Regions from separate parts of the Mus musculus genome. Here region 2 is linked to region 1. The links are chromatin contacts, called in public Hi-C maps. All regions are on one chromosome and are shown on one strand. Each heading gives the region's core, a stretch centred on a gene start, on an enhancer-like site or on the middle of the called end of the contact. The rest is flanking DNA. Distances are from core to core; before and after follow the strand shown. Region 1 has its middle 37 kb from the start of Tspan8. Region 2 holds the start of Tspan8 (tetraspanin 8).

Region 1 (2,768 bases), core at 190-2,689:
CCCTCTAGGCTTAGCTTTGCCTTCCAGGGTAACCGGCAGAGTGTGAGGAGCTCCATTTCTTTCACGAATGATCCTGGCTCTTCAACCAGAAGTGGAGAAAATGGATAAAGGGCAAATAGTGTTTGCTATAGAACTTGATTTCCTTTTGGTTCCTGATTTGGGCAGATGCTCCGCCGTGCCTGCCCTTTACCTACCAAGTAGATTGTGTAAAGTCTTCCTAACTGCCTGGACTGGGTCTTACAACTGTGTCCCTCTTTACCATCTCATCTGTTATGGACATTTCATTTCTTTATTGCCATTTCCCTAGCCTGGTTTGTTCTTACGTTTCTAGTGAACACTCAAGGACTAACCATACTCTCTCTGCTTTGGCCCAGCTATAACCTAGGGTTTCTCAATGGTGAACATTCATTAACAGTGTCCAATTGTTTCTTTGTACCCACAGCAAAATCTGTTTCACTGCTACAACTTGTAAGAGGTGATGATGATGCCTAGGTTCCTTAGAAGGAACCCAGGTTACCTCTTACCAGGTTAGCCCATTATGACTGCTGTGGCCCAGTAGGACTTTATTCACAGTTAAGGTACTCTGGTTATGAGAGTCCATTACATGGTTCCACAAACACCTTACCTATCTGCTTCTCCTTCTCCTGATGCATTTAATACATAAACTAAAAGAAAATTGTGCCAAACTTTTGTTGGATTGAGGAATTTGATTCAGTAAGGAAAACTCATGCCAAAGTGAAAGAAAAGAGAGAGAAAGGGAGGGAAGGAGGGAGGAGGGGAAAGAAGCGAGAGGGAGGGATAGAGAGAGAGAGAGAGAGAGGGGGGAGAATGCATCTTTTAAAACACCTAAATATTAAAATTCAAACTTTTCAGATTTATCACTTCATTTAAAATGTATTTTCTTAGGAATTCATATTTTTAGGTTTTAATTTTCCATAGAAAATGGTCCCAGGTAGGAAACAAATAGCACACCCGTAATTCATCAGCGGATGGAAGAATGCTCTAGTGAACACAGACACTCTAAGCGCTTTGGGCAGGGAGCAACACTTACGCTGCAGCCCCTTCAGTGCCAAAGGTTGTACGTCATTTGTCCATGGTCAGTGTTGTGCTTGGTGCATAAATACGGCACAGCAGCATTTACAGGGCTTTCTCTCCATTTGTGTAACTGGTCTTTATGGCAATGCATTTGGGTTTAAGTGTTTTCTAGTTGGTGTCAACCTGGCTGAAGCCATACCATTTAAAGGCATGCTTCCCCTTACCCCCTTATTAAAAATTAATCCCGGGATACTGAGGAATTTGAGCACACCCACACAGTCCCTTACCTAGTCTTCTTTATAACCAGTAACAATTAGTTTTGGGATAGCCAGAGTCTGTGTCTTTGGCAAGGCGTGTGAGAACAAGCTGACCTGTGTAGGCTCGGAGGTGTTGCCTCATTGACCCTGAAAGGTCACTGCCCTTTCTCCTTCCGGGATGGCCTAGAAGTGACCCACTTTAGAGCCCAGGATGTTGTAGCTGAAGCTACTCTTTAACTAGCTGAGTCATTCACTGAGTCACTGTCCCTTATCACCGGGATGTTCTGCACCTGCTGAGCACACAGGAAAGAATGTGCAGGGCATCCTGGAGGGGACTTTCCAGTGCGCCCACACCTGTGCACTCACACACACGCACTCACACACGCACTCATACACACCAATACACACATCCATACACATGCATACACGCACACACACATGCACATACATACACATCCATACACATACACACACACACACACACACACACACACGCGCACTCATACACACCAATACACACATCCATACACACACACACATGCACATACATACACAGACATACACATACACACACACACACACACACATCCATACACATGCATACACACACATACACACACACACATGCATATACATACACACTCATACACACATACACATCCATACACATACACACACACACACACACACACACACACACACACTCATGCACATACATACACACTCATACACACATACACATCCATACACACCCATACACACATCCATACACACACACATGCACATACATACACGACACACACATCCATACACATACACACACACACACACACACACACACACACACACACACACACACAAGGGGGGGGCAATGTAGCATGTTCATGTGCAATGAGTAAGCTGTCTCTGTTACTTTCTTTTCTAACATGGTTTAGTTTATAAAACTCTCTCCTCATTATCTCAGAATCATTAGGAGGAAGGTCAGGCACCAAGCACTAAGCCATGTGGGCAAATATTCAGATCTGCTCTCCTTAAAATATTTTTTCCTTTTCTCTAAATGTGTGGTGAGTGATCCTGCATAATTTAGATACAAGGACAAGTATTATACCTGACATGTAAAAATACCAATACTGTTTTCAGCTTTGGAAAATATATTATTTAATATGAGGCTAAATTTGAATCCCTATTTTGTCATTTTCCAGGTTATTTTATTATTTATTATTATTATTATTTTACTTTAGACAGAGAAGGTGAGTTCTCTGTGTTTTGGGTTATTTATCTGCAGCATAGGGCTATACTCTATTTCCTGGGTTTTTAGGGTTTGTTTAGACAGATTTTATTTATATAAAAATTAACAAACCACTAGTCATTGCTCTTAGTATATTTAAAGATTTGTGCAACTATCTCCAATTCTAATTTTAGAACAGTTTTATTGTCCTTAAACCTTGATTCACCCCGAGGCCACCAGCTATCCCT
Region 2 (2,768 bases), core at 71-2,570, 37 kb after region 1:
AATGGCCATGGGCTGAGGAGATGAGGGCTCAGACAGGAAAGTGTCTGGAGTCCAGCATCTAAGTCAAAGACAGGAGAGGCCGACGGTATACGTTGGTGGGCCCAGGGCTGCAGTGGGCAGGAACAGATTCCTGAAGCTCATTGTCCTACTGATCCATGAGCTTCTCACGTTCAGTATTACTTGGCGAACTAATCCTAGCTCTCACCTATTACATTTAATGTTATTGCTAATAATGCATCAGAAATGTATTTTAACAGTTACAAAGTAAAGGCAGATATTGGTGAAAATTAGAAAGATGTGTGTGTGTGTGTGTGTGTGTGTGTGAGAGAGAGAGAGAGAGAGACCCCAGTCACTTGTTTTAATTGTATTTAATGAAGTTTTTAGGGAATTGTTTTCCTAACAGACCCTTGAAGTATGCAATTGTTTTACTTAGGGGGCGAGGGAGGCCCTCTGAGTGGTATAAAAGAAAAGACCCAAGGCCCAGGTCGTTTCCTCTGCCCGAATAGATGGCAGAATGGTGCATTTACCTGGCGGAGGCAACATCCCAGTAGCACCAGAAGCAGCTGAATGGGCAGCTTTCAGTAGTCCACGAGTGCGTTCCCAAAGGAATTTTCTTTGTCAGCTGCCCAGAACCCAGAAACGGAGTTAGAGTGGAACTGTTGCTGTAGGTCATTTCTCAGAAGAGAGAAACCTGAGTCTACCTTAAAAACAAACCCAGCTATCAGGCCTGGTTACTGAGTCATAAGTAAACACAAAGGGGCAGCTCCTCAGAGTTTCCTTCCTTCCTGTTTTTTTTTTTTTTTTTTTCTTTTCACACAAAGATAAAAATAAACCCCCGAATGAATGCTCTTACGAGATCACGCAAAGGCAGGCCACTTCCCCTTTAATGATTGGAAGTGGCAGGCATTTAAGGGAGCTCCTTGGGATTTCTTTGAAAGAACAACAACAACAACAACAACACAACAACCAAACAAGACACTTGGCTAATTAATGTTTGTTTCCTTGTTCATTTGAAGTTGAGGAGAAGAAGTTATGGTAACTTAAGTCCGGATGCTTTGCAGGTTTCCAAATACCTATTGCTGAAAGGAACTTTGTGCTCCTATCAATTAAAAAAAGGGGGGGGGGATGCAAATCGAAGTGAGACACAAGGCCCATTTACTTGAGAGCCTGGCAGCCGATTTCCGCAGGGTTAGAAGAGAGGGCAGCCACACCAGCCAGCCAGCCAGCCAGCCAGCCTATCCACCTACTATCTCGCTGTGCCATTCTCCACCTCTGCCCCAGCCACTCCCATAACTTGATATCTGTTTACTCTAGAGGGAGCGGGCTTTGAGAAGCCATCATAAATATCCTGACCTAATGCCTTAGCAGCCATAAGAAGGAAAAGAATGTACTCGCCTGAAGATAACGTTTGAGATATTTAAAGGTGTGGGTTAATTTTTTATCCACTCCAATAACTGTTGGTTTTTTTTTTTTTCTTTTTTTTCTGTTCCTTCTGTCTACTTCTTTGCTCTCTATTTCTACCCCCGAAGCTGCAGGCACACGGATCTCTGCAGGCAAAATCCGTCAGAGCCTACGCAGGACAGCCTTCTACGGACTTCTTCATTCCACTGTAACTTGGTGGCTGCCCCTTCTCCGAAATGGCAGGTGTGAGCAGCTGTTTAAAGTATTCTATGTTTTTCTTCAACTTCTTGTTCTGGGTAAGTAGTTTTCTTTTAATTCTCAGTTTTGTTCAGGAAAGAAGACTTGAGATAAATATCACCACTGAGAACAGACTTACATAGAGCTAGAGGATAAGGGGGAAAAGACATTTTCCATTGAAATATTTACATTGGTTTGTCGCTGGCTGTTTGGGGAACTGAAAAGAAGCCAATGACTCCAAAAAACCAAACCAAACCAAACTAAACCAAACCAAACCAAAACAAAACGCCTGGTGTATTCAAGTTCTCTGAGGATAAACATTTCCCGAATGTTTTCATATTGTTGCAAGACTAAACACAGGGGGAAATATCCCTTAATTAAAGGACAATTATTCTCAGTTCTATGATGCCAATCAGCACTCTGTTTAAAGACTCCAAAGAAAACAGTTTGATTCAGCATGGCTTCTGGTTCCCTCCCTTTGACATCTAGGTTTGAAACAGGTGACTGACTAGTGGGTGGCAGGGTGGTAAATGCATGAGAGGATCATTTTCAGAGCCCCCAGGAAGAAAGAAATAGTCCCTGGAGAAGCAGTTAAGAGTATTTAATCATAAGATTCAGCTAAACCAGTGACTAGGTATTAGTATTTCGAAGTCAGTATTTTGGTGTGTCGTCAACCCATCCTTTCAAACAACAGGGTTTGTTTCTTGCAAATTATGCCTTGCTTAAGTCTGATGATGGCTCCCAAGGGCATTGAAAACATTATTTAACATTGAAAAAGCAAATGTCATGATCTGAGGGGGTGAGGGGGGATTTGGGAGAGAACATGTACACATATGGTATAATTAGAGGTGCTCACAAGTAAAGTAGTGGAAATGTCTCAGGATGCTGCAACAGAAAACAGTTCCATTGTTTCTGGATTGGAAAGTAGTTTATGCATTAAGGATAAGGAGCTCTGGTTTTTGTGTCTGAGCCTTTTGGCCTTTAACAGATGGCTGGTATCGGTCCAATACATTCATTTTCTTTCTTAGCTTTCTGTAAAAGGCTTAATAGAGATCTAGACAGGTCAGGATGAGGGAAAACATCTATTCTCATCCATTCATTGCATTAAAATAATAATGATTTAAGTAAAC

Evidence for each region. A called contact is a pair of places that touch in the nucleus more often than the background predicts.
Region 2: a contact with region 1 is called in a Hi-C map of pancreatic cancer cells, with 3 times the contacts expected there. The contact joins the promoter of Tspan8 here to the enhancer-like site in region 1. A contact is called at or near these places in 3 of 39 promoter capture datasets (the 3T3-L1 cell line, 3T3-L1-derived adipocytes and macrophages), 3 of 484 Hi-C or Micro-C datasets (the AML12 cell line, liver and pancreatic cancer cells), 3 of 115 datasets of contacts at active chromatin or transcription factors (embryonic fibroblasts, embryonic stem cells and pancreatic cancer cells) and 1 of 9 other capture datasets (liver).

The regions. Positions count from the first base shown.
Region 1 is chr10:115,778,887-115,781,654 of GRCm38.p6, forward strand. No RefSeq gene overlaps it. Among named protein-coding and RNA genes, the nearest start is that of Tspan8, 37 kb to the right of the region's middle. Within about 2 kb of position 1,440, at least 29 of the 459 cell types and tissues checked have an H3K27ac peak or open chromatin away from gene starts, as enhancers often do. A contact at or near this core is called in the AML12 cell line, liver and pancreatic cancer cells, where this site is marked.
Region 2 is chr10:115,815,964-115,818,731 of GRCm38.p6, forward strand. It overlaps Tspan8 (tetraspanin 8), which reads left to right and starts at 1,321. Exons shown (of 8, transcript NM_146010.2): 1 at 1,321-1,697. The coding sequence starts at 1,638.